5 separate regions of the Mus musculus genome follow, and all the other regions are linked to region 3. The links are chromatin contacts, called in public HiChIP or PLAC-seq and promoter capture Hi-C maps. All regions are on one chromosome and are shown on one strand. Each heading gives the region's core, a stretch centred on a gene start, on an enhancer-like site or on the middle of the called end of the contact. The rest is flanking DNA. Distances are from core to core; before and after follow the strand shown. Region 1 holds the start of Zbed4 (zinc finger, BED type containing 4). Region 2 holds the start of C230037L18Rik (RIKEN cDNA C230037L18 gene). Region 3 holds the start of Ppp6r2 (protein phosphatase 6, regulatory subunit 2). Region 4 has its middle 4.2 kb from the start of Gm38643. Region 5 holds the start of Pim3 (proviral integration site 3).

What was found. Promoter capture Hi-C pulls out the DNA fragments that hold promoters and counts their contacts. HiChIP or PLAC-seq counts read pairs in DNA pulled down with a chosen protein or histone mark. Capture Hi-C pulls out chosen DNA fragments and counts their contacts.
Region 1: a promoter capture Hi-C map of liver shows a contact between it and region 3. The contact joins the promoter of Zbed4 here to the promoter of Ppp6r2 in region 3. A contact is called at or near these places in 4 of 39 promoter capture datasets (hippocampal neurons, liver and pre-B cells), 2 of 484 Hi-C or Micro-C datasets (B cells and embryonic stem cells), 1 of 115 datasets of contacts at active chromatin or transcription factors (memory CD8 T cells) and 2 of 9 other capture datasets (adipose tissue and liver).
Region 2: a promoter capture Hi-C map of liver shows a contact between it and region 3. The contact joins the promoter of C230037L18Rik here to the promoter of Ppp6r2 in region 3. A contact is called at or near these places in 3 of 39 promoter capture datasets (hippocampal neurons, liver and pre-B cells), 2 of 115 datasets of contacts at active chromatin or transcription factors (the SCID.adh cell line and pancreatic cancer cells) and 2 of 9 other capture datasets (adipose tissue and liver).
Region 4: an RNA polymerase II HiChIP or PLAC-seq map of embryonic stem cells shows a contact between it and region 3, with 9 read pairs. The contact joins the enhancer-like site here to the promoter of Ppp6r2 in region 3. A contact is called at or near these places in 4 of 484 Hi-C or Micro-C datasets (cerebellum, embryonic retina and embryonic stem cells) and 5 of 115 datasets of contacts at active chromatin or transcription factors (effector CD8 T cells, embryonic stem cells, pro-B cells and 1 more).
Region 5: a promoter capture Hi-C map of pre-B cells shows a contact between it and region 3. The contact joins the promoter of Pim3 here to the promoter of Ppp6r2 in region 3. A contact is called at or near these places in 21 of 39 promoter capture datasets (the 3T3-L1 cell line, 3T3-L1-derived adipocytes, the C10 cell line and 14 more), 7 of 484 Hi-C or Micro-C datasets (CD4 T cells, CD8 T cells, cerebellum and 4 more), 16 of 115 datasets of contacts at active chromatin or transcription factors (bone marrow-derived macrophages, effector CD8 T cells, embryonic forebrain and 12 more) and 3 of 9 other capture datasets (adipose tissue, liver and pancreatic islet).

The regions. Positions count from the first base shown.
Region 1 is chr15:88,749,672-88,753,364 of GRCm38.p6, forward strand. Zbed4 (zinc finger, BED type containing 4) reads left to right here and starts at 2,040. Exons shown (of 3, transcript NM_181412.3): 1 at 2,040-2,131.
Region 2 is chr15:89,474,032-89,477,592 of GRCm38.p6, forward strand. It overlaps C230037L18Rik (RIKEN cDNA C230037L18 gene), which reads left to right and starts at 2,221. Exons shown (of 5, transcript NR_077233.1): 1 at 2,221-2,254; 2 at 3,228-3,388; 3 at 3,511-3,561. It overlaps Arsa (arylsulfatase A), which reads right to left and starts at 3,393. Exons shown (of 9, transcript NM_009713.4): 1 at 3,119-3,393; 2 at 1,477-2,624; 3 at 1,091-1,331; 4 at 756-974; 5 at 509-678; 6 at 197-321; 7 at 1-103. The coding sequence starts at 1,691.
Region 3 is chr15:89,208,956-89,212,919 of GRCm38.p6, forward strand. Ppp6r2 (protein phosphatase 6, regulatory subunit 2) reads left to right here and starts at 2,604. Exons shown (of 25, transcript NM_026813.2): 1 at 2,604-2,824.
Region 4 is chr15:88,879,613-88,883,037 of GRCm38.p6, forward strand. No RefSeq gene overlaps it. Among named protein-coding and RNA genes, the nearest start is that of Gm38643, 4.2 kb to the right of the region's middle. Within about 2 kb of position 1,834, at least 10 of the 459 cell types and tissues checked have an H3K27ac peak or open chromatin away from gene starts, as enhancers often do. A contact at or near this core is called in embryonic stem cells, where this site is marked.
Region 5 is chr15:88,859,732-88,863,470 of GRCm38.p6, forward strand. It overlaps Pim3 (proviral integration site 3), which reads left to right and starts at 2,463. Exons shown (of 6, transcript NM_145478.2): 1 at 2,463-3,021; 2 at 3,107-3,216; 3 at 3,310-3,360; 4 at 3,448-3,739. The coding sequence starts at 2,937. Gm33049 reads left to right here. Exons shown (of 3, transcript XM_006521646.3): 3 at 2,102-2,775. The coding sequence ends at 2,749.

The DNA.
Region 1 (3,693 bases), core at 790-3,289, 460 kb before region 3:
GACCAGGCTGGTCTTGAACTCAGAAATCCGCCTGCCTCTGCCTCCCGAGTGCTGGGATTAAAGGCGTGCGCCACCACGCCTGGCTAAGGACTGGTCATTCTGGAGCAGACTGTGAAGACCTTTGTGCCTTCTGCCTGGTTACCTTTGGGGGGAGGGGCTCCTTCGTACCTAGAAACAAGGGACTAGATTTCTGCCCTGGATCATATAGTAGGCAAACCCTTGTCCTGAGGTTTCCTGTCTTCTTGGAAATCGGGTATGAGTACAGATGGACTGCCTGATCTCCCCGTTCTCAGGGACAGTCCCTCTGGAAGGGCTGATGCTCTGCCTGTAGCATCCACCTCTCCATTGCTAGACCTACTGCCTCATTCTAACATAGCAAATAAGAGCCAGGTAGAATTTCAAGTGTTACCATCTTTTGTCTAAGGTGGCGGTTGCCTTTTACACGGTCTCTGTGGACACGCAGTTTCCTAACCCTCCAAAACCCCTCGACATCTTGACACTATTCAAGTTCCAGAAGGGTAAGCCTGCTCCGTGCGCTCCAGGCAAGCACCCTCATTGTCTTCTACTTCCCGTTTTCCTTCTTCCCCTGCACAGCCTGTGCAGGGCTAGGAGCACAGAGGGGCCATCTCCAGGTGAAGAGTTTGTGCAGGTGCTTCTGTATAAACAAATGGAAGCTCGTCAAGACTTTCCGGCTGGGCTGAGACATCCTAAGCTAAAGCTCAAACTCTCTCCTAGCTACTTTACTTGTTCTAGGCGCTACCCCTTAGCTCTATAGCTCAAGAACCCATGTCTCAACAGTTCTCCTGGGGCTTCGGAAATCCTTCATGAAGGCAGATGTTCTCTTTCCTCTGGGGTGTAGGGTACGAGGGGCATAACAAGGAGAGGAAGGTTACTGGGAAAAAACTTCTGTACCCTACGGGAACCTGCTAGCTGAGGACCTCCACCCAGGTCTTTCTGCTGTTCCCCATTGAGTCTCATATGGAGCCACCACCTCCACCACAAACATCAGCTTCCCTGAATGGAAGGCGAAGAAGACAGAAGCCAGGCTCAGGGTTCCACACCAATGATGACTTCCACCAGCAGTGCACTGGCAGCCCAACCACCTTCCCTTGAACTTAAAGACACAGAATCCCAAACCATGTCCATTGACCAGTGATGGTGAATCAGGGTAAGCAAGGTGTGACATCAGCACTCGACGCCTCCCCCGACCGCACCACCACCACCTCAATCACAGAAGGAAACTCCTAAACACGCAGAACAGGAGATGGGCGTAGGACAGAACTCCCGCATAAGAGAACAAGCTGTGGTCTAAAGTGTCATCAGAGAAGGACCTCTGGGATAAATTCCACCTGCAGAAATTACATGGTCCGCACAGGCATCTGAACTGGGGCGTTCAATGTTCAGCTCCTTATTTCTTTTACCCAAACATGGCCCCAGGCCCTGAGCAGCTAGCACCTGCTGTGTCTAGCCTCCACCCAAGGGCTACTGAAAGTGGTTGCGCGCAACGCCCCCGGAGAAGGCGCCCGCCTTGACCACAAGCCCGGAAGCTCCGCGGCCAGCCGTTGAGAGCGCAGGACCACCCTAACGGCCAAGCCCTAAGAAGAAACCACTGAGAACGCGCGCTTCTCAAACGCGCAGCAATTCCAACCAACCGCCGTGGCGACTGCGCCTGCGTAGTCTTCGGACCGAACGCCCGACAGGGCAGGTGCGCCAGACCGCGCTTGCGTAGTTTGACGGAGGAGGCCAGCGACCAGACCTCGTGTGTGTGAGACTGCGCCGGAGTAACCTGACCTCCGGAGATGGGGCGAGGGGAAACTGCGCCTGCGTAGTCTTCGTAGCTCCGCCCCGTTTGCCTAGCCGGGGCCCATCCAGCCGTACTCTAGGCATCCCCCCCCAAGGCGGGGCAGGTGCGCACGGACTGCGCTTGCGCACGACAGCCCCGCCCCGGGCCCCGCCCCCGACCCGCGCGGGGCCCTGGGAGGGGCGCAGCGTCCGGCGGCGTCGCGGGCGGCGGGGCTGGGGCGGCGGGAGGGGCGGCGGGGGCAGACAAAGCGGCTAATGAATGGGCGCGCCCGTCGCGCTGTTCGCAGCCCGCGGGCCCGCGCAGCGCAGCGCGGAGCCGGCGCCTCAGGTGAGTGCGCGCGGGACGCTCCAGTGGCGTCTTCGACGGCCGGCGCCGCGCAGGGGTTGGGGAACCGCGCCATTGTCCGTGCGCGGCGGGCCGGGTGGAGGCTGTGTCCCGAGACTGCGCCCGGCCCGGCCCAGCCCGGCCCGGCCTCTGACAGCTGCGCCTCGCGCCGCGGGCGGGCCCAGGCCGCGGAGGGGAGCGACCGCGGGACGCCCCGTGGGACCTTTCGTCAGGTGCCGGGCTCCCGCCACGTCGTGGCGTCCCCCAAGCCGGTGCCGGTGGGCGCGCGTGTCCAGGAAGGGGCGCAGGCAGGCGGCACGGCGGTGACACGGGTCGGTGTCACGCTTCTTGGTGCCTGCCTAGCTTGAAGCGTGTGCGTCTGGGTCTGACCGCGGAGGCTTAACGAAACTTAACTCAACGCTTTGGCTCCGTAGCGTCTTCACGGTCGCAGTACCTGCCGTCATTTTTTGTTCCTTTTGTCCTTTTTGGTGCGACCCACTCGCTTCTGCCCGGGATGGCTGCGGGTCCTCGCTCTCCGTCTGGAGGTTCTCACGAGGCTCCAGCGCGTCTTTTCAAGTCCCTGCAGCGCCGAGCCTCAGGAGGAGCGGCTGTCGCGGTTCTGGCGTTTGTAAAAAGGGAAGTCATTTGTTTTTGAAGTTAATTAGGATAAGATTAAGTGTAGTTTTTAAAAGGACACTTGTGCCTTCTGGCTTCGTAAAGCCAGTCAGCCAAGGCAAGTACATTCTTGTGACTTGGTAGGAAGAAAGAAATTTTCCCCTTTATATCGTGGTGATAAAAATTAATAAGACCAGGGAAATTTTAGTTTTGAGTTTTTTTTTTTTTTTTTTTTTTTTTAGTACTCTGAATAAACGTAGTTGCAAGGCACGAATTAATTCCATGCTAAGCAGAATTGAGAAGCTACAAGTTTGGCTCTACACCCTGAGGGAGTGGCTTGTGCATGAAGACATTGGTGCATGCTTTCTGTAATCTATATAAACTTTTTTCTATATAAATTTTTATATAGACTTTTTGTGTGGCTTTTATTTTCATGAGAAGATCTAGTTAAAAATTTTTTTGAATCTTTAGGAAGTTTCAAAGTCTCAGTGTGCTGATAGGTTTTCATCAATTTACACAAACCTAGACATATTTTGGAAGAGGGAACTTTTTTTAATCTCTTATTTTTAATGTTCATTGGTGTTTCACCTACAAGTATGTCTCTGAGGGAATGTTGAATCCCCTATAACTAGAGTTACAGTTTCGGTTGTAAGCTGCCTGTGACTGAATGGAATTGAACCCAGGCCCTCTGGAACTGTTCTTAATCATCTCAAGAGGAGCCATCTCTCTAGCCCCAGAAGAGGGACTCCGTTTTTCTTCTTCAAAATAATTTTTGAAAATTATTTACTAATTGGGTGTGCTTTGGTGTTCTGCTTGCATGTCTGTCTGTGTGAGGATGTCAGATCCTCCTGGAACTGAAATTATAGATAGCTGTGAGCTGCTATGTGGGTGCTGGGAGTTGAACCCAAGTACTTTGAAAGAGCGCCAGTGCTCTTAACTGTGGGGCCATC
Region 2 (3,561 bases), core at 971-3,470, 260 kb after region 3:
CTGATGTCAACACCATCCAAGGTGACGTTGGGCAGCGGAGCCCCGGTCAGGGCTGCCAGGGTGGGCAGCAGGTCCAGAGAGCTGGCCAGCTCATGGGTTACACCTGTGGACAGATGGCTGTTCGGCCACTCCATTCACCATCGAGGCTAGGGAGATGGGGGCCATGGGTCTACACAAAGAGGGCTAGGGGACTGACCAGGAGTAATGTGACCTGGCCAGTAGACCAAGGCAGGCTCTCGGACGCCACCTTCAAAAGTTGTTCCTTTTCCACATCTCAAGAGGCCAGAGCAGCCGCCATTGGACATGCGCATCAACTCAGGACTGGGACACACAAGGAAGTCATCAGTAACAAGAGGCTAAGGACCCTGCCCCACTGCTGGTTATGGATCACCATAACGTGCCTAGCACCTCTCGAGTCTTTTATACAGTCAACAAACAGCTAGGGTGGAAGTTACCCTAGAGTCCTGGCCTGTGATAGAGCAACGAGTATCCCTTGCTTGGCTCGTACCCGTTATCTGCAGTGAAGATGACTAGTGTCTCTTCCAGCAGACCGAGGTCCCCCACAGTTGTCATCAAGGCCCCTACAGCTCCATCCAGCTCCATCAAGGAGTCCCCAAATGGCCCACGGCCTGAGCGCTTGGTGAAGCTTTGTCCACTGAACTGAGGGTAGTGAGTGTGCTGGGGGCAGAGACTGGAGTCAGCACTGGCTGGGTACAGGTCTTGGGCAGTCAGGGGGCGGGGCCAGGGTCACTCACGTGGGAAGCGTAGTACAGGAAGAACGGTCGGCCCTGGCGCTGGGCATCAGCCATGAGGTCTCGGGAGAAAGACACATACCGGGCCTCCAGTCCAGGCAGCCAAGGGGGCTGGGCCTCCACTGTCAGGTTGGCCAGTAGTGGGATGGGAACAAGGCCTTGGTCACAGCCACCTTTGCAGGGGATGTCTGGTGGGAAGCACGTTAGGTTCTGACAGGGACCCTGGGGAGAGCAGAGAGCGGTTAGTGTGAGGGAGGACTGGCTACGGGTTAGGGTACAGTTGGTATGCGGGCTTGGGTGTGTGTTGGGGGGCAGCAGAGGGTCCGGCTGGTTTGTACCTGGTCATGGGAATATGGGATGCCCAGGAATCGGTGGAAGCCCTGATGCGGGGGCAGGAAGGCCCCCTCTGGCCCCACTCCAAGATGCCACTTGCCAGCCATCCCTGTAAGGTAGCCTCGAGCAGCCAGGACTTCGGCTAAAGTCACCTCCTCCAAGGGCAAGCCCCCTTGGGAACTGGGCCCCAGAACTCCAGGGTACATGCCTGATCGAACTGGGAGCCGGCCAGTCAGGAGGGCGGCCCTGTAGTACAAACCACAGAATCCATTATCTGCGAGTCCCACAGAGATGAACCCAGAGAGAAGAGGGAGAATGGTGGACATACCCACAGAGAGACAGAAATGGGATGAGCCAGGGGAGAGGGGAGGGGCAAAGGTCCCTCACTCACCGAGATGGCGTGCACAGAGACACAGGCACATAGAAATCTGTGAACCGTAGTCCACCTTCAGCCAACTGATCCAGGTTAGGGGTGGTAGAACTGGGGTGCCCATAGGAGCCGAGGTCCCCATAGCCCAGGTCATCCGCAAAGATCAGCAGGATGTTAGGTGGGCTGGCAGTGCTCAGGCCTGCAGCCAATGCCAAAAAGAGGGTCCCCAGGGCCATGACAGAGATACAGATGGGCCTGTGTCCTCAGTCCCTTGGTAGGGAAGGCAGAGCGATTCCAGCAGGCTCGTTCCTTGAGCGCCCAGGCCAGCCCCTACCTGAGGCCCCAGTCCCGAGCCCTCCTCCTCCCCTGAGCCGCCAGACCCAAATAATCCTTCTGTCTGTAGGTCCACTCTCTGAAGCTCCAGCGAATCTGTCAGAACTCGGAAGGGGGTGGCCTGGGGTGTAACTCCACAGAGCCCCTAAAGGACCAGGGCTTCATTAACGTCACGAGCGGGGATCTGACCCTGTTCACCCAGAGGTGCCAGCACAGGCTTGGGATCAGGAGCAGAAGTCACTTCACATTGACCCGGGAGGCTCCAGCGCCATGGGACAAGGGCGGTTCGAAATTGAGGAGGAACTGGTGGTAGACAGCGTCGATCTCAGGCAGTCTCGGATACGCCCGCGGTCACGTGACAATTGGCTGACCCAGAAGGGGCGGGCTCTGGGACTGGGCGGTACAGAGTCGGGGCTAGGTGGAGCTGGGACCGGGCGAGGCGGAGCTGGGGAGCCGAGCCAAGCGGGTTTGTGTGCCTATGGGAACCTTCCGGGTGGGGCTGCTGCGGACCTGGGACCGGGGCGGGATAGGGTGAGGCTGGAGATTGCTCGCGTGCTCCCGATCCTTATCTGCGCCGGTTGGGGTGTCCCGTGCTGGGCTTGGTAACCTTACGTTCTTTGCTCCTGCGCGCTAGGCTCAGGACTGCCTAGCAGTGCAGCACTACAGCTATCTGGCTCTCCTGCTGTGTCGCTCTTAAATGCGTGTCTGGAGTTCCTCTGGCGAATGGTGGGCTGTTTGTCTCATTTCCTCTGATGAGATACTTGAGGGATCCTTGTTGAAAAAACATCAGCATCCCCCTTCTGACTGAGCAAAGAGGCAAAAACCATGGAGTCTGACTGCAACAAACCAGGAAGACAAATCTGATTGGCTGCTGGCTTTTTGCTCACAACCACCTTTGGTGAATTTTGTGAAACACAATGTATCAAATTATTTAAAAAAATCCTTTCCCTTCTACACGCGTAACTGGTGTTTAAGGTTGAGTGTGTGTGTGTGTGTGTGTGTGTGTGTGTGTGTGTGTGTATCTGTGGTGTTAGAGCTGGGATGTGTGTCTGTGAGTCTGGTGTTTGAGAAGGGTTGCTGGGTTCCTGTGTGGTATAGCTTAGGGCACATTAGTATTGAACTAATGGGAAGACAACATGACTTGTTTCTAACTCTTCATTTATACATTATTGAATATAACCTTTTTTTCTTATCAGTTTTAACTGTTAAGGGAGACTAACAGATATATCCCTCAGAGGGTGGAAGGGTGGGTTCTTAGTGTACTTTAACATCTAAAGGTCCCTGTGGTAACTGGACTTCCCAGATCTCCCCGCCCCCAAAAGCCCCTGACCTGAGTCACTTTTCCGGAGCAAGTCTCTTCCAGGGTATTTCCTTGCAGGTGGCTGTTCCTAGGGAAGTCATTTGTCCAGATTCTTGGCTTTGATTCCTCTCCAAGACAGAGTGGCACTCTAAGACCTCTGGCGTCAAGATGGTCACGACCTGCGCACCCAGGAAGGAAGACGCTGGAGCCAGGGGGGAGATAAACAGGGTTCTGGAAGGGCCTCCCGACTACAGTAGCGGATCAGACTCAGGATCACCCAGTGGTCTAACACAGGCTCAGGTCAGGAGCAGACAACACGTGACACTGAGTTGAAGGTGCCCTCTGGCAAGCAGAATGAGGGTGGTTCAGAATGACGAGTAAACTGGTCATTGATTTATTGATTTTTTTTTTTTTCACTGAAGCCTGGCTCTCTGGGCATCTGGAATTCTCCCGATGAAATCTGCAAGAAACTG
Region 3 (3,964 bases), core at 1,354-3,853:
TCTTGGGTGAGACAGCAAGCCCCTGAGGTCAGAGATGTGATCTGACTTATTTTAATTGGATCCCTTTGAACACCGTGCTGAAGGGCCTGCAGCAAGTTGTCCAGGATAAAAGTAGGGGGCCAGTCTACACTGTTTACAGCCACAGGAGAGAAACTGGTCTTACAGGTTAGATACAGACAAGAAGAACAAGAGATTTGCTGATGAACTCAGTGTGGGTGTGAAAAGAGTAGGGCAAGGCCACAGGTTCAAGGCCAGTTTGCACAACTTATCAAAATCTTATGCCCTCAAAACAGACAAACAAAAGGTCTTTTAAGACAGGTCTAGCCGGGCGTGGTGGCGCACGCCTTTAATCCCAGCACTCGGGAGGCAGAGGCAGGCAGATTTCTGAGTTCGAGGCCAGCCTGGTCTACAAAGTGAGCTCCAGGACAGCCAGAGCTATAAAGAGAATCCCTGTCTTGAAAAACCAAAAAAAAAAAAAAACAAAAAACAAAAAACAAAAAACAAAAAACCAAAAAAAACAAAAAACCAAAAAAAAAAAAAACCCCCCCAAAAAAAAACAGGTCTCAATAGCCCAGGCTGCCCTTGAACTCAGTAAGTGGCCAAAGCTAATCTTAAACTACCGATTCTCCTGCCTCAATCTCCCAAATGTTGGGACTAAATGCCCAGCTCAAAATTAAGAAAAAAGAAAGAAAGAAAGAAAGGCTGGCGAGATGGGTCAGCGGGTAAGAGCACTGACTGCTCTTGCAAAGGTCCTGAGTTCAAATCCCAGCAACCACATGGTGGCTCACAACCTCCTGTAAGGAGATCTGACACCCTCTTCTGGTGCATCTGAAGCCAGCTACATATAATAATAAATAAATCTTTTAAAAAAAAGAAAGAAAGAAAAAAAAGTGTGTGTGTGTGTGGGGGGGAGCTAAAGGATGGAGATTCAGTTCATCGGTTCTGTTTCCTCAGTTTATATGTCAGACCAGTACCCACAAAAAATGGTGGTGTGTGTGTGTGTGTGTGTGTGTGTGTGTGTGTGTGTGTGTCTGGGAAGAGGGTGCTCAGAGCTGCTTCTGATACGTGAACTCTGGCCTGGACTTAAAAATAGTGTAAAGGTCAGGGCCAGGCTTGCACCTGCTCGCTGTTGCGGTAATGGGACTAGTGGGTCATCCCCTGTGTTTGGTATCTCCGCACAAGCCCCAGTTCTGCAGCACATTCGGCTTCTGTATTCAGGGTATCACTTCAGTCAGGATGGCCTGGGAAAAGCTGTGCTGCAAGAGACCACACCGCGAACCCAGGCGCCTCCAATTTTGCTTTCCAAACCGGGGAAGAAAACAAAACAAAAAAAATCGATTTCCTTTCCTCCAACAGTGTCTCTTTGGCGCCCTCTGCTGAGAAAAGGGGGAAACACAGCAGCACCACTTCAAAGAAAAAAAAAATCTTGGAAGGGCCCAGAAATGTCTCCCCCTTAGACATTTTTACACTCTGTAGTCCTAGCTGACCCGGAACTCGCTGAGTAGAGTAGAGTAGGCGAGTCTCGAACTGGCAGAGATCCCCCCTGCCTCTGGTATTAAAGATGTGCGCCAGTATGTTTTGCTTGCCTGAAACTCCTCCTGCTTTGGTCTCCCAAGTGCAACCACCCACGCCGGCTTATACTTTCGCACAGCGGTAGTGAACTTGCCACTGAGAGTGAGTGAGTTCATAGCTAGCATGTGTTGACACATTCCTTACATGTTTCTTTTTTTTTTTTTTTGATATTTTCCCATGGCTCACACTGCCACCGGAAATCAGTCTCATTTTAGAGATTAATTTAATTTGAACTCATTTCAACCCATGTTAGATGGCCACGTATGTGACGTACACAAGCCCTGGACAACAAGGATCGGTATCCAAGAAAAGAAAAAAAAAAAACAAAACAAAACGAAACTAAACAACAAAACAAAACAAAACAAAACGGCTTTGATCTCAACACAGAGGCAGAGGCAGAGAGACAGGAGAATCTCTTGTGAGTTCGAGGCCAGCCTGGTGTACAAAGCAAGTCCGGGACAGCCAGGGCTCTGTTACACTGAGAAACCCTATCTCGAAAAACCAAAAAAAAAAAAAAAAAAAAAAAAAAAGGTAAAAAGGGCTAGCTCAGCGGTTAAGAGCACTGACTGCTCTTCCAAAGGTCCTGAGTTCAAATCCCAGCCACCACATGATGGCTCACAGCCATCCGCAGTGAAATCTGATGCCCTCTTCTGGTGCATCTGAAGACAGCTACAGTGTACTTACATTAAATAAATAAATAAATAAGGAAAAAAAAAACCAAAAAAACAAACAAACCAAGTAGATCAGCGGACAGTCCAGTTCAGAAACAGGACGTAGCGGAGACGAGCGCGCGCACCGCTCTGGGGACTTGAAGGTGCCCAGAGGATTTATTTAGCACAGCCAGCTCGATCACGGGGACGCCTCAGGACGTTCCCCCAGCGCGACTCCACCAGACAGACCCTGGACCGCGGCCGCCACTCTGTGCCTCCTCCGGTGGCCCCGCCCCCGGGGCGCGCCCCCGCCCCTCCCCCGTCCGCGCGCTCGCCCGCCGGCCCGCTCGCTCGCTCGCGCGCGCCCCCGCCGCCGCCGCCGCCATTTTGGAGCGATCTCGCCCGCGGCCCCGAGCCGGTCCCGAGCGGGTCCCGAGCCTCCCGCCGGCTGCGCCCGAGTCCGAAGGCGCCGCGCCGCGGGGTCGGGCCCATGTGCGTGCGGCCCGCTCCAGGCCGTCCGCACTTCACCTCTGCGAGCGTCCTGGCCTCGCTTGGGCCTCCCTCGGAGGAGGAGTCGCTGCGACCCCCAGCCTGCTGGGCAGGTGAGTGCGGCCGCGCGCCCACCGCTTCCTGCGGCCCGGGGACAGGAGGGACACCCCCACCCCCCACCGCCTTCGGGCCGTCAGCGTCCTGCTGTCACTCAGCTTGTGCGGTCAGCGCCCTGTCAGTAGAGCAGCGCCTTTGTCACCCTGCGCTTCGTCAGGGGGTCAGCGCCTCCATCAGTCTGCTTCCCGGTCAGCCAGCACTCTCCACTGCCGTCATTCATTCATCCATCCATCCATCCATCCATCCATCCCTTCCCTTCCCTCAGCGCTCACCCTTCTTGACAGTCAACATCCCTTTTAGCTACTATCCCAGCTCCTGGCCTGTCAGTGGTCAGTTTTTCCCCACTCTCAGAATTAGTCTCAGCCTCTTAGTGGCCGCCTGGTTCTCTCCCTCCCAGTTGTCCACCTCTGCTCCTATCAAGGTCCCTCACCTCTGTCGGTGGCTGTAGAGGTGGGGCGGACCTTGGATACAGGGCCTGGGGAGTTGTCAGTGTTCCCTATCTCATCTTTGGGTTTTTTTTTTTTTTCCACCCTCCTCATCAGGGGCCCCGCTGGTGGTGACCTTTCCACCTATCAAGCGTTCCCTCCCCGCTCGCTCATCTCCTCCTACCAGTGCCCACTGCCAAGCGCTCGCTTTGTTATTGTCCTTTATTTCCATCCCATTCCTCTTCCGGGTCGTTCCCCAGTTGTCATCATCACCCACTGTCTTTCTCCCACTCCCCCCCCCCCCCCATCATCTTTTGCTTCTCCCATGCGCCTCTTCTTTCTGGAACTTCTTCACCTGCTACTTTGTATCCTCACAGCTGACTACTCACTTAGTGAAGGCTGTTTCCAATCTATTACGGAGCTCTTGCTGTTCGCTATCAGCTCTCAGTCCAGTCACTTTCCCCAATTCTCGCTTTCTGCTGTAGCCCCTCCCCGCAATTTGTCACCATCCTCAACCATGTCCCTAGGCCTTATTCCAGACAGGTTTTCAGGTTTTCACTGACACCTTCATCTGTGTCCTACCTGACAATGCTGCTTGCTGGCTTCTTACCATCTCATTCCATTCCCTATCCCCCCCCCCCCCTTTCCGGGACTGTTTTACTGTGTAGCCATAGATGTCCTGGAACTCTGGCCTTAAACTCCATAGAGATC
Region 4 (3,425 bases), core at 584-3,083, 330 kb before region 3:
TACAAAATGCTGGGTGTTTTGTTTTGTTTTAAAGATCAAAGAAAACTCCACAAATGGAATCTACAGTTTAGGAGATTTTAAGGCAAAATAGTAAACATGCTCAAAAAGGGTGATTTATATATTTAACATAGAGCTGTCAAAATTTCAGCAAGATTTTTCTAAAAATTGCTTGTTGTGTGTATGCATGATGCATGTGTGCGGGTACATGTGCCTTGGTGCCCATGTGGCTGTCAGGGAACAACTTTGTGATATCAATTCCTTCCTCCCATCTGTATGTGGGTTTGGAGATGGATCTCAGGTCACTCTACCTACTAAGTCATCTTGCTAAAGCAAGATGCTAACACAAGATAACACCAAATTGAGTAGGATTCCTTTGTTTAGATGCAGGTCTCATGTAGCTCAGGCTAGACCGGACTTTGACATATAGGTGAGGCTCAACTTTGGGGGGCTCATAATTCTCCTGCCTCCTGCTTCCACTTTCCAAGTGCTATGTGTATACCACCATGCTTGTTTCTAGTAGGATCTTTAGCGAAAACATAGATAAACTGATTCTAAAATGTACATGGGAGGAACAGAACTAGAAAAACTAAAATTGTAGTGGTAGGAATAAGAGTGACCTTAAAAACTTATAATTTGAATGCTTAGTCATTAGGGCACTACTTGAGAAGGATTAGGAGGTGTGGCATTGTTGGAGGAAGTGTGTCACTGAGGGAGGGCTTTGATGTTTCAAAGCCCAAGCCAGGTCCAGAGGCTCTCTCTCCCTGCTGCCTGCTGCTCTGGATGTAAAACTCTCAGCTGCCATGTCTGCCTGAATGCCACCATGAGGACAATGGACTAAGCCTCCGAAACTCTAAGCAAGCCCCAATTAAACACTTTCTTTTATAAGAATTGCCTGGCTCATGGTGTCTCTTCACAGCAATAGAACACTGACTAAGACAAACACCAGGTCTGAGCTAGCAGGCTGCCATGGTGGGAGTTGAGCCTGCAATCCCGGCACCCAGAGGCAGAAGGAACACGCCAAATTTGTCTAGGTCTACACGGTGAGTTTTATGCCAGTCAGAGATTCACAGTGAGGCCTTGTCTTTAAAAGATAGTGGTAGGTCTCACTCTGCCTTATTCGTCAGCATGTGGGGTGAAAGGGAAAATGACGGGTGCGAAGATCAGCAGAGCAGGAGAGATGGTCTGGAAACAGCACGGAGGGAATGTAGGTCTAGCCTCCGTACACATGCACGCAAGTGCATGCTAGAGAGGAAGGGCTGAAGGGAAAGGCAAGGCGAGCTTGCTGGGAGTAGACACAGGTCTGCACATACACAGATGCAAGAGACCTAACTCCTTCAGGTATGGAAACCAGAGAACCCAGATGTGAATCGCCAGGAAGCCCAAGCTCAGAGGCTTGCAAACCCTCATGGGGGTCACACACACACGGGGTCACCCATCAAGAATCAGAATCAGAGTAAACAATGAGGAAGAGAGGTGAGCCCGCAGCTTCCCTGGGTGTCTGAGTGAGCTCTTTGCAGTTGGAGGTCCTTTCCCTAGTGAAATAAGCTGGGGTGGTGGGGTATCAACAGGGGGTTATCAGATGCTCAGCTCCTGGGAACTTGAGGCAGAAATCAGACTTCTAAGTTTCACCTGGCCTCAAGCCCTGAGGTTGTATTCCTGGCTGCCTTCCTTAATCACGAAGCTTGAGGCCCAGGGGAGACTTTGCCCTTCCCCCTATAGCAGATGTGACCCCTTTCCCTGGCCCAGAGGGTTCAGGAGCCAAACCCTGTCTGCTCCCTGGCGACAGTCACCTCCTCTGTGCTCCCAGGATGAGTCTCAGGTCGCAGGAACCGCCCCGCAGCTGCTGCTGGTCCCCACCTGTGCACTACAGCCCCAGGGGAACTGTGAACCTGCTCCAGTAGGCCCGGAGGACAGGGACACGGTGGAAACCAGACCTCCGTTTGGGAGGTGTGGGGCCAGGGATGTGTTTGTGCCAGCTCCTGGCTGGTCCCCCGGGGGGGGGGGGCGCTTCTGCTTGGAGCCAGGATGCACCTGCCCAAGAAACTATGGTTTCACAGGGAGGTAGGTGATCTAATTCACTCCATCCCAGAGTATCCCAGATGCCCTTTTTAAAGGTCACTTTACCTTGATCCAGGCGAGGAGTACCTCGCCTACCTTCTCTCTCCCACATCGCAGTGGCTTACACTCTCGCTGAGTCACCCTTTCTCCTCAAAGCCAGTTCTTACATCCTACACGTGGCCCTGCAACCTCCAGGTGCTGTGCTCATGCGCGGCCCCACCCGCAGCCTCAGAACAGCTTCCACCTCTCTGCCATCTCCTAGGCCCAATCATTGGGTCGGCTCACATCCCCACCGCCTCTCCATGTGCTCCGTGATCTCTGTGTCTTGTCCTTACACATTCTTGGAGCCAATGAAACGCAAAACTATGCTTACTGTCATTTACGTGGCACGGGTCGGGGGCGGTTTGCTGGGTAGAGGACCGGGGATTCACACCAAACGAGACAATCCGCAGCCTTACAAAGCAATGTTTAAACGGAATCAGGGCAGAGCTTTAGAAAAAAAGCAATTCCAATCTATTAACTTTCAACATAATAAGCAGCAGTTTAAAACCACCATTAAAATAACCAGAATTCTAATTGGAAGACGTATTGATTCAGGATGACTCCAGAAGAGTCTGGGAGCTAGACCAGGAGCAGGCTCACAGGGACATGGTCCTCCATCCTGCCTGAAGACTGAGCCGACTCTCGCCTTCTGCTAGCCCTACAGCCCGGACTCCCAGAAGCTCCGGGTTTCTATGCCCTTTCCACCCTCCCCAGTCCTCACCAGGTGGCATCTTCGCAAAGCTCCACTTGGCAGGATGTGTCTTCACTCCACTTGCCTGTCAGCACCAGGACACAGCCTGACTACTCCTTGTTTTGGGTTCTTTGCGCTCAGGCCTGGCCAACCTGGCTCTCTGGGCTGGCGGTTGGGGCCCAGGAGCCCTCATTGGGGTTTTTGCCCAACAGCGCTTCCCATAGTGCCAAGACCGGATTCCTTGGCCTTCCTGCCTGTACTTCGGGAACCCTTTGTTCCAACGATGGGTTGAGATGTCTCCCAGGTGTTTTAATCAAAGGCCCAGGCTCTTCCTGGCTTCTCTTCCTCTCACTGAACTTGGAGTTGAAAAAAAGTGACATCAAGCTGGGGCAAGGGGTGTGTGTGTGTGTGTGTGGGGTGGGGTAAGGGTGTGGTTAGCACAGACCATTAATTCTAACACTTGGGAGGCAGAGACAGTTGGGAGGCAGAGACAGGAGGATCACTGTTAATTGGAGACCAGCCTGTTTTACATATTGAGTTCCAGGACAAACAAGGCTATACAGAGTGACCATGTCTCAATGGGGAACTCCCCCTCAAAAAAAAAAAAAGCTACATTAAAATCAACACGTGAAAA
Region 5 (3,739 bases), core at 1,213-3,712, 350 kb before region 3:
GGAGGACTGGTACCCAGTACAGTAACTGGTTACAGGTGTTGAAACCTGTGGAGCAGGGATGGCCTAAGGTCCACCTTCTAACAGGCTGGGAGCGGGGACAGGGCAGGTAGACAAGGGCCAGAAGCCATGGGTTTCAGATTCAGTCCAGACTCCCATGCAAATAGGGAATAGGCTCCACAGACAGAGCCTCTATTTGATAACCTAATTAATAGGCTGATGGGGTAGGTTATGCCCATTGCTGGTAGGGGGTGGGGCAGGATTATTTGGGGACACAGGGATTTCCAAATGCCTGTCCGGAACAGATGCATGGATAGCTGTTTAGATAAAGCCTCTTACCAGACCTTTCTTCAGGCCAAATGGAATATGACAAGACCCCCCCACATGTTGGATGTATGATTCCTGGGGGTGAGAGCCATGGCCTATTCTGATAACATCACGGGGCTTAGAAGGTTTGGGGTCCTCAACACACACACGGGCCCACAGAGTAATTGATCTACCACACAATAAAGATAAACCCCCACCCCCAAGTCCTCTAGTACAATGAAGGGGTCTCAGCCTACCATGGAAGGGAGGAGAGAGGAGCTATGAGTGACAGCACCATAAGGTAAGTTAGTATGGGAAGATTCGAGGTGTCAGGAGCACCCCTCAGAAGTTTAGGGACCAAGGATAGGGGGGTCCTTTCTGGTCCTGGTCTCCCAAGGCCAACTACAAGAGGAACTAGCCAGGGTGAAGGCCAGGATGATCTGGAATGAACCCGCTTAGAAATTCACTTGGGAACCAGGTGGTGGTGGAACACATCTTTAATCCCAGCACTAAGGAGGGAAAGGCTGGTGGATCACTGAGTTCAAGGTCAGCCTGGTCTACAGAGCAAGTTCCAGGACAACACAAAGAAACCCTGTCTTAAAAAACAAACAAACAGGAGAGAAAAAAAAAAAGAAAAGAAAATCACTTGGGAGCCGGTTGGTGCTGGTACACACTTTTAATCCCAGAACTGGGGAGGCAGAGGCAGGAGGATCTCTATGGGTTTGAGGCCAGCCTGGTCACATGCTGGGTGAGGGTCTCTAGGGAGACACCAGGGAACCCCAGCCATTCTTCACCATTGAATTTACTACCCACCTAGACAGTTCTCAAGGATCCCTCCCTCCCTCTCCCGAAAGACTGGGGTCCAATACAACCAGATTGTCCTGGCCAGGAGGAGCACAGGCCCTGTTGGGTTCTTAGCTGGTCCTTTGAAAGCACCCACAGGCAGACAACCCCCGCCCCTCCCCCACACCTGAGCAGGTACCCTGTAAACCCTGCTGATAGCTGGTATGGAAAGCTTTGTTCTTGGCAGATGTGGTCAGCTCCTGGAAAGCATGTTAGGAGACAGCCAGACAGAGCTCCAAGAACCTGAGACCTATTCCGAGGGCCTGAGTGTGTCCAGACTGTTGAGGGTCTAGGCCACAAAGACAGAAAGGGGGTGAGGAAACCAGGTGGGCCCCAAATAGTGTCAAGGCAGTAGGCGCCTCAGAAAGGTTCCAGAGAGAGAAAGTGTGGATTGCGGTGTTAGTGGAGGAACATGGATAAGCCAGTGGGAAGCCAGGCTCCAGATCCCCCAAGTAGTAGCAGTTCAGGAACGACAGTTGAATCGTTTAGACATCAAACTGAAGTCCAGGGAGCAATGGCTCTCAACTCATTCTCACCCAGCTATGACAGATGACAACTCCAAGTCCTGGGTTGCTCTTGGGTCAGTGACTTAGCCAGGGGTCAACAACAGTTGAGTCTAATTTCACTGGTGTCTTAAGGTATAGGTAAAAAGGACACAGGGAGACTGCTGTAGGCTGTGTCTACTTGAGCTGCTCAGGACGGAACTATGGGCATAATAGTCATCAACAAAGGACCTTTGGTAGTTGTGAGCAGCTAAAGGGACACTTTGTCAGATGGCCTTAGAGCAGAGGGACAAGTTCCCAGGAGGGAGGATCTAGGGTTTAGGAGGCTCTCATAAGTACCCAGCTAGGAGCATGAGATCTGAGCCTAGCTGATGGGCGAACACTCAAGGTGTGCTCCAGGGAGCTGAGGCTGGGTTGAGAGGTCTGAGGGCAATGCTTTCTCTGTCGCCCAGCCACGTGCGCATCGTGGCGCGCGAGCAGCGGGTGACGCACACAGAGCTAGTGTCAGCGTAGGCCTCAGGGCCGCACGACTGTCCTCCCGGACTTCCGCTTCTCAGAGGGGGCCGACTCCTCGCACACCCCCAGCCACAAACGCCCACGAAGAACGAGGGAACAACACGCGTAACTCGCGGAGCCGGAGAGTGACCTTCCTCAGCGCGGCCTGGGGGGCGAGGCTCGGAAGGCCCCGCCCTACGCTGCCATTGGCTGAGTCCCCGTGTCCTTTCAAAACCTCGATTTTCATTGGCTTATGCGGCCCCGCCCGCGCTGCCGGAGACATAAGGGGGCCGCCGCCCGCGCGCGAGCTGCGCGTGCGCAGGGCGGGTGAGAGCGCCGTGAAAGCCGCGGAACGCCGTGCACCTCCGCGACTCTACTACGGCAAGCTAGTCCGGACGGGTCGTCGTCCCCGCGCGCCACCAGCCCTTGGTGAAACGACAGGGAGCGTCCGGCTTCCCCAGCACCGCCCTGCGAGACTCAAAACAGCCACACCGCAAAGCGAGCCTCGGGCGGAAGGAGGCGGAGCTTCAGGCGGCCCCGCCTCCGCGGAAGGATACACATCTCCGTGGTCCAAAACCCCGGGGCGAGGCGGCCGGGGCGTGTGAGCTGCTCGGCCAGCTGCCGTCTACGCGCTTTCGCGCGGCCACCGGGCAACTGCGCCGCGCGGCTGCCCCGCTGAGCGCTCGGCCTCGGGGCCGTGGGATCCGCCGCGCTGTCTGCGGTCAGGAAGACCGCCCTCCCGCGTCCTTGCCGGACGGGTCAGAGGCGGCACCGCACGCGAGGCCACCCGCGATGCTGCTGTCCAAGTTCGGCTCCCTGGCGCACCTCTGCGGGCCTGGCGGCGTGGACCACCTCCCAGTGAAGATCCTACAGCCAGGTATGTGTGGGGACCAGGGAGGGGGCCTGGGCGGGGGCCGGGGGGTGGCTTTGGGTCATCATCAACCCGATTGTTTGTCCCACAGCCAAGGCTGACAAGGAGAGCTTCGAGAAGGTGTACCAGGTGGGCGCCGTGCTGGGCAGCGGCGGCTTCGGCACGGTCTACGCGGGCAGCCGCATCGCCGACGGACTCCCGGTGAGTCGTGGCTCCGGGCGCACCCGCGTGGACGATCGCCACGCTCGGCCGCCCGTCTGACCGCTCGCGTGTCGCCCCCTCTTTTCCCCGCAGGTGGCTGTGAAGCACGTGGTGAAGGAGCGGGTGACCGAGTGGGGCAGTCTCGTAAGTATGCGGGTGCGGGGCGTGCGGGTGCGGGGCATGCGGGTGTGGGTTGCCTTGGCTTTGTCCGATGACCGCCTTGTCCCCCAGGGCGGAGTGGCCGTGCCCCTGGAGGTGGTGCTGCTGCGCAAGGTGGGCGCGGCGGGCGGCGCGCGCGGCGTCATCCGCTTGCTGGACTGGTTCGAGCGGCCCGACGGCTTCTTGTTGGTGCTGGAGCGACCCGAGCCGGCACAGGACCTCTTCGACTTCATCACTGAACGAGGCGCCCTGGACGAGCCGCTGGCGCGTCGCTTCTTCGCGCAGGTGCTTGCCGCTGTGCGGCACTGCCACAATTGTGGGGTCGTGCACCGCGACATCAAGGACGAGAACCTGCTGGTGGACC